2 separate regions of the Neogale vison genome follow, and region 2 is linked to region 1. The links are chromatin contacts, called in public Hi-C maps. All regions are on one chromosome and are shown on one strand. The core of a region is the stretch at or near the end of the contact, and the rest is flanking DNA. Distances in the headings are between cores, read along the strand shown. Region 1 holds the start of PHLDA1 (pleckstrin homology-like domain family A member 1). Region 2 holds the start of KRR1 (KRR1 small subunit processome component homolog).

Region 1 (3,968 bases), core at 1,415-3,914:
GCAGGTAGAACAGATCAAGGGGAAGAGATAACTTGGGAGCCTGTACTATTTAAGTTCTTTATTAGATATCCAAATAGTACCGTAGAGAACAGTAAAAAAATTTTCAACTTTTTGGCCTGAATATAATAAAACTGAAGGCTGTTAAAACAAAAAAATACTGAAAACAAAAAAGCAAAAAACATGGCTTTAACTGCAGATCCTATTGAACCAGTTCCATCCAGGGACTCCCATCCTATCCAGAGCAGTATTTTTTAATTTTTTTATTAACAAAAGCTCTAGAAACCCTGTTTTCCACAGCCTAAGATCCCCATAAACTCTAGTGAACTACTCTGGATATCTTCACCAGTATGTGTTCTCTTGCCTGGCATGTTAATACAGCCTTTCTTTCATTCTTTGTCAATAAGCAGTTGGATATAAATTGGGGACTCTCTGGCCCATTCCTAAAAATGAGAGGATGAGACCCAACAAATGAGTGTAGATAAAGAGGAGAACCGAGGACTGCGCTCTGGGGCATTCTGATACTAAAAGGGGAAGAGGAGAAAACTGCAGAGGACACTGAGCATGATTGGGGTGGTAGAAGGAAAATTAAGAGCTGTGTCCTTGAAGCCAAGTGAAGAACTGTATCCAAGAGGGGAAGCTAATCAACTGTCAGATGCTGCTAATACACAACATGATATAGACAGATGTCATAGGCAATTAAAGTCTGCATTTTCAAACTGGTTTACTAAAGCAGTGATTTCATTAGTTTGCTTTTGAAACGTTAGTAACTTGAAAGTGATCTTGCGTAAGGTTGTGATATTTTGGGCAGAACAGTTATTTCCTATAATTTTTTTGTGAGTTTATTTCATTGTCTTTTAAAAACATGGCTAACATGGCCATTTTTGTGAATTGGATGTGACTGTTGAAGTAAGAGCAAAGTTGTCCCTCAACTACAAGGTTCCTACACATCTGAGATCTCCAATAATCGATGGACTGTGGTCAAGGATGGCACACTGTAGACTGACTTCTGAGCTGCTCACAAAGTCATTAAATCATAGTGAAATATCCAGCTGGAAACGGAGTGGTAAAGTACCTAGTTACAAAGTAAGTGCTTTTGAAAATCGTGCTGGTTTTCAGACATTTTGAAGTAATTTAGAATGAATCTGCTGCATCTTGATTAACTGCAGAATGTTAAATAACACCAAACATACTTTCTCTTAAGAAAATGGCTTGCATTTCAAGATTACATCTTAGTTTTTTACCCAGTCAAGTTTGTATTGTATCATTTTTCCACATGGAATGTCTTTATCAACTACACCTGCCCTCAGATTCTGAGTTGCACACTCCTTTCTACATGAGCTGAAGAATGGCATTCTGTTAAAAAGATGAACAGCTGGTCATGTAGAAATTCTCTGGAATGCTCACTTGTCCCATGAAGGCAGGGAAAGAACTGATGTTAGGTACAGTGTTGTTACTGGTATACAGAATTGTTCATTTAAAAACATCTAATCTTACTAGAAATTTTTATAAGATTTTAATAGTTGCCTTTCTCCATAAAAGACTGCTAATCTATTAAGAATTGAAGGCTCTGACAATCTGCCAAGTGCAATTCAGGCGGACTCAGGACTGTGCTGGAATTGGATTATTTGCTAAGATGTTTCTTACACTGACATGTTTTATACTGACATGTTTAAAAGTTCTCCTGTGTTTTCAGTTACCTTGAATTTTTCAGCATGACACATAGGATATGACTCTTGCTCCCCTACCTCATCGCTCATTTCTTGACTTGAATTCTTTGTTTCAGCCATAGGAAGTCCTCCCTCCTTTCTTGGGCACAAGAAGCAGTCTGTCTTCTTTGGCCAGCTCTGATTTATTTCTTCTAAGTGTGTTTCTTCATATCCTCAGGGTCGGTACACCCTCGGGGGTCTCTGTACTTAATGGATGAATTTCCCCACCAACAGGTTTGGTTTCGATTAGTGCTGTTTATTCCCTCTTGTTTGCTAGAATACAGATTTTTTTAAAGATGCGAGAGTAGTAGAAGGGAGCTAGGGACGAGTACAGCTTACCTTCCACAGGTCACAGACGCAAGAGATTACAAAACCGATCTGGCCCGTTAGGCTCTTCCAAAGAGAGAGACCCGCGGAGCCCAGTCGGCTGTTTGGAGAGCTAAGCTGTTCCTTAAAGTGTGAGGTGTCTCACTGGACGGACATTCCTGGGGTCTGTAAGTGCAGTTGATTTACTGTTGCAGTCTGTGCGGATGGGTCACCCTTCTCCGCTAGCCCTTTCAGATGGGACAGACGGTAGCCCTATTGCCCTGATTTAACAATCGCTCTCCGCTCCAGGAAGAGCTAATGCCTGGAAGCAAACCTGAGTGTAAAGACCCCGTATCCTCTCGGCCTCTGTGCCCTGGGATATTTACATAGGCTCTCGGAGCTCATCGGAGCTCATCGCGAATCCCCGGGGCTGCTTCCCGAGGGCAGCGAGATAGCTTGGCTTTCCAGGTACTTCCTGGCCGTCCTCCCGTCCTCGTCTCCTGAAGCAGTTAGAGAGCCCCACCGGCCGGGGATAGGCGGGACGACAGGATGGCCTCTCGGCGCCCTCTGGACGTCGGCATTTGTCCCCGGGCAGCTGGGGCGCCCTCGGCTGTCGCCCCAGGCAGAGAGGAGTTTCCGGGGCTCGGATCCCTGCAGCCAGCGCCTGGAAGGAGCGCGGAAGCGAGTGGGCGGCGAGAGGCGGAGCAAGGGATACGGGGGGGCGTGGACGCGCCCGGCTTTGGAAAGGCCCCAAGTTAATGAGGCGTGCGCCGGCGGCAGAGCGCCTTTCCGAGCTGGGCTTTCCCCCGCGGTGCGGGCGCCAAGAGCCGCCTTTTCCGCTGGGTGTCACTCGGGGGTGGGGAGGCTGGCCCATTCAAAAGCGCCGTGAGGGGGCCCGGCCAGTGCCCTTCGGTGAGCGCTCGCAAGAGGACGGCAGAGGCCGGGAGGTTCGCAGCTCCGGGACCTTGTGGCGCATCAGGACGCGGCTGCTGGCTTGCCGGGACCCTGAGCCGCCGCCTCCGCCGCCGCCGCTCTGCTTCCTGCGTGTTAGCCTCCTCTGCCCCCTCCGGGCGGGCGGCCGCGGGAGCCGCTGGGGCGAGGACGGCGCGCGGCTGCTGCTGCTGCCCCCGGCTCGGGCGGCTGGAAGTGGAGAGGCCGAGCCGAGCGGCGCTCCTCCCTATGCCGGGAGGATGTTGGAGAGCAGTGGCTGCAAAGCGCTGAAGGAGGGTGTGTTGGAGAAGCGCAGCGACGGGTTGCTGCAGCTCTGGAAGAAAAAGTGCTGCATCCTCACCGAGGAGGGGCTGCTGCTTATCCCGCCCAAGCAGCTGCAACACCAGCAGCAACAGCAACAGCCTGGGCAGGGGCCGGCCGAACCGTCCCAACCGGGAGGGCCGTCCGTGGCCAGCCTCGAGCCGCCAGCCAAGCTCAAGGAATTGCACTTTTCCAACATGAAGACCGTGGACTGCGTGGAGCGCAAGGGCAAGTATATGTACTTCACTGTGGTGATGGCCGAGGGCAAGGAGATCGACTTTCGGTGCCCGCAGGACCAGGGCTGGAACGCCGAGATCACGCTGCAGATGGTGCAGTACAAGAACCGTCAGGCTATCCTGGCGGTCAAGTCCACGCGGCAGAAGCAGCAGCACCTGGTTCAGCAGCAGCCCCCGCAGCCGCAGCTTCAACCCCATCCCCAGCCTCAGCCCCAGTCACAGTCTCAGCCGCAGCCCCATCCCAAGCCTCAGCCCCAGCCCCAGCCCCAGCCTCAGCCTCAGCCTCAGCCCCAGCGTCAGCCCCAGCCTCAGCCCCAGCCTCAGCAGCTCCACCCGTGCCCGCATCCGCATCCGCACCCACACGCGCACCCGCACCCACAACAACTACCGCACTCGCACCAACCGCCGCTCTCGCAGCCGCACGGCCACCGGCTTCTCCGCAGCACTTCCAACTCTGCCTGAAGGGGGC
Region 2 (3,999 bases), core at 1,264-3,763, 450 kb after region 1:
ATGACCTGAGCCGAAGGCAGAGGCTTTAACCCACTGAGCCACCCAGGCACCTGGAAGTTTTTTTTTTTTTTTTAGCATTTTCCATGTGTAGAGTCAGAGTTAAGATTATTTTTCCTGTTATAGGAAACCGAACAGGGATGGGTGGGAAACTTGGCAACAGATAGTGGGTGTGGCTCCATAGTTCCTTCAGGGAACTACTTCTACATAGGCAGTAATTGACAGTTATACATACATTCAATGGAATGGTGCTTTACTTCTAGTTGACATCTACTAGTCATCTACTACATACATCTACTACATACATCTACTTCTAGTTGACAGTTTTCCAGGAGTGGAATTACTGTGGAAGAGTATGTCCCTATTTTATATTGCTAAGATAGTTTTGCAAAAAGGCAGTGACAGTTTGCATTTTCACCAGCAGTGTATGGGAGTACACTTTCTTCCATCAGATTATCATTTAAAAATATATGTATTTATTATTTCTTTTTCCCAGTCTAGTGGGTGAGAAGTGATATTTCACTGTTATGTTTACATGCTTTTCATACAGTAGTATGAAGTAGTATGAAGTAGTTAAGCATCATATGCTTATCAGATATTTGGATTAACTCTACTACTGCAAATCCAAAGACTGCAGAGTAGGCCTGCTGGAGACCACTGAGGAACTAATACCCTCAACTTCAAAAGCTGTGAGGCTGAAAACTCAGTCCTTCTTCCAACACATTTGTAACAACTAATCCTTTTAGTAGCCTTTCTGAAGCTGCTAACGATCAGACTGCCTGTACTTGATGTCCTGTTCACCAGGTACCTTAAAAGTACCTTAAAATAACAGTAATAAAAACCTGCTTCATAGGATTCCTGAAAACACTGAAGGAATTGCTTCTCAATTTATAACTTTCCCCAGTTGTTATTTGGTCTATTATAGGAATTTGTCATTGATTCTTTTTAAAAAATTTTTTAAAAGTAATCTCTACATGCAACCTGGGGCTTGAACTCACAACACCAAGATCAAGAGTCACATGCTCTACTGACTGAGCCTGCCAGGAGCCCCAGGATTTGTTGTTGCTTTTTGAGTAAACTGCAACAATATAGGGATGAGATCATGGCCTGCTGTTTATAAGACATACCTCTTTTTGGGGCGCCTGGATGGCTCAGTGGGTAAAAGCCTCTGCCTTCCGCTCAGATCATGATCCCAGGGATTGAGCCCCACATCGGGCTCTCTGCTTTGCGGGGAGCCTGCTTCCTCCTCTCTCTCTCTCTGCCTGCCTCTCTGCCTACCTGTGATCTCTGTCTGTTAAATAAATAAATAAAATCTTAAAAAAAAAAAAAAAGGACATACCTCTTTTTTTTGTTGTTGTTTTAAGATTTTATTTTTTTTATTTTAAGGGAGAGTGTGTGTGAGAAGGGGAAGAGCAGGGTGACAAACAGACCTGGCGCTGAGTGCAGTGCCTGACTTGAGGCTTTATCTCAGGACCCATAACCTGAGCTGAAACCAAGAGTCAGACAGTTAACTGGCTGAACCAACCAGGAGCCCGGGGTGTGTGGGGGGGGTGTCTTAACATAATCCTGTGTCTTGGGACCCTCTGTCCCTAATTAAGTCTGTTTTATATATGTACCTTATGTACATCTAAGTTTTTATAGAAGACACACAAGGGTGGATTTCACATAAACATTTCTAGTTTCACTAACCCAAGAAATAAAACGTATCAAAGACTTTCCTTAAGTGTGCTGCAGAAAATTTTAGAAATGGCAAATAGTAAGATCGGTCATCAAAAGAAGTCTCATCTTCAGTCTAACCACTTTTTGATTTTTTAGAAGTGTGAAAATTTGTAGTAGTGATGAACTTCACGTCTTGAGGTGTTTGGGAAATCTTAGGTGAGGCGAACCACCCCGAAGTGTCAGTTATTATCCTTCTGGCTTAGAACGACTTTAGGGAATTACCATCAGAAAAAAAGACTTTTAAAACTTATCTTACAAAAAATTAACAAGCTTAGAGAATTTTGTTTGTTTTAATGTTAAGAATTAGAAATGCAAATAAACTGCCGACACAACGTAGTCTAACAATAAATGGTAGCTCTGTCACTCCCTGCCGTGAACGATCATGTATTTTCGTCTTTAGACCTAGCACTTACTTGACAGTCATATAAATATTATCAATGAATGAGTGAGTGACTTCAAGGTTAGACCGCTTGCACTCTGTGGCCAAACCCTGGAGTTCGGGGTCCTAAGTAAGATATCGGGACGAGAGAAAACTACGGTAATAAGGTTTCCAGCTTGCCTATAGTCTTGGACTACCATTCCCAGCATGCAGCTAAACTCCGTGTTGCTATGTATCCTGGGAAAGAAGTCTCCAGCTCTCCATTGGCTACGCAGGAGAAGCACTTGTAGTTGTGCAAATAATGCGGACTTTAGCGTACGCGCGCACGGAGATTGCGCAGATCTCTTCTAAATTATACGGAACTCGTATTTAGTAGATAGATTTTCAGGACCAAAATCCGGTAGGATTTAAGAACAGTTCCACTTCCGGTAGCACCGGAAGCAATTCCAAGATGGCGTCCTCCTCGGTGAACGGACAAGCTATCGCGGACGGGAAAAGTGAGTTTCGTAAGAAAAAGCCGAAGCCGGAGAACCGAGGTAAGTTTGAGCGAGAACTGAAATCTGATTTTTGGATATTGAGTTACAGTTGTTTTCTTTCGCTGGCTGGGGGCTTGCAGTGCTGCCTGAGTGTGTTCTGTGAAGTTGAGTAGCTATCATTGCTGAGGATTGAGGATGATAGCCAGGCCTGCGGGACCGACTGGCAGGTATGGTGCCAGCCACGTGTTCCTAGCCGCTTTCGCTGGAGGCCTTTCATAGTAAAGATGCTGCAGAGTTTGTCTTAATGAAAAGGAAGAGCATTAAATTACGGAGGGTGCCGCAGGCCCTTACTCTCGCGGCGGTGGCTGCAAGTCGTTGACAAAATGAGAGATGGAACGGGCTAGGAGTGGGAGGTCGTTATACCTATGAGTGAGCGCTGATAATAAAGGAGTGGGACAGATAAGGAGAAGGAGCTGTCTGGCGTGTTCTTAACGCTAGTTTGTCCGTTAGTGAAATTTTGGAATATTTATCATTACTCCTTTTCGTCAAACGGCTAATATATTAGACGACACGACTCATTCTCTAATGTTCGACTGCCTTTCTTTGAAGTTGCCGTCTTTGTAGTGTGGTTTTATACATTTTTTTCAGTATGAACGACAGGAAGAGAGGATAAAGAACTAGCCCAAGACCCGAGTAGTCTTATTGGAAGCGTTAAAAACCTTGGGAAGTATTAAAGGAGTTAGGGAAGTATTAAAGGGGTTCTGTTACTTTTAATTGTGTAACGTAGCAGAGTACAGTCCATGTACAGCTTGAAGAATAAACCCCAACTGTGAGAAAGGAGCACTTAATACCGTTACGCAGAAAAAACCTCATACTCCAGACCCTCCTAGGAGCACCTCTCAGATCATAGTCTTTTCCTAGACAATACATGAGGTAACCATCCTGAATCATTTTGATCTTCTTTTCTCTGCATCATCTTTACTACCAATGCACAAAGTGGTTTGATTTTGTCAGTTTTTTACTTGTATATGAATGTAAGAGGGCTGTAGACATTGTTCTTGCTTCTTAGGCTAAGGTGTTTTTTTTTTTTTCCTTCTTGAGTCAATGATACTTGTAGCTGTAGTTTATTCTTTTCATTTGATATTGATGAGATTTCCTTTTATGAATATACACTTATTTATATTCTCATTCTACTGTTGGTGGACATTTGGATTGCTCCCATTGTTTGCTAATTATAAACAGTGCTCCTATAAACGTCTTTTTGTGTATCTCCTGGTTTGCATGTTAAGAGTTCTCTCCAGATTATGTAAATGGGATTAGATCCATGAAAGTTAGGTTATGTGCAGGTAGTGCTAAATCTCTCCCAAGTGGGGTTGTGTCAGTTTATATTTTCACTAGTGGAAATGAGTGAATGAGAATTCTCATTGC

Evidence for each region. Hi-C and Micro-C count contacts between places; a contact is called where the count stands out from the background.
Region 2: a Hi-C map of fibroblasts shows a contact between it and region 1, with 8 times the contacts expected there. The contact joins the promoter of KRR1 here to the promoter of PHLDA1 in region 1. A contact is called at or near these places in 2 of 3 Hi-C or Micro-C datasets (fibroblasts and muscle).

What each region holds. Positions count from the first base shown.
Region 1 is chr12:42,488,829-42,492,796 of ASM_NN_V1, forward strand. PHLDA1 (pleckstrin homology-like domain family A member 1) reads left to right here and starts at 2,665. Exons shown (of 2, transcript XM_044226749.1): 1 at 2,665-3,968. The coding sequence starts at 2,771. The coding sequence ends at 3,961.
Region 2 is chr12:42,939,732-42,943,730 of ASM_NN_V1, forward strand. It overlaps KRR1 (KRR1 small subunit processome component homolog), which reads left to right and starts at 2,514. Exons shown (of 10, transcript XM_044228327.1): 1 at 2,514-2,631. The coding sequence starts at 2,547.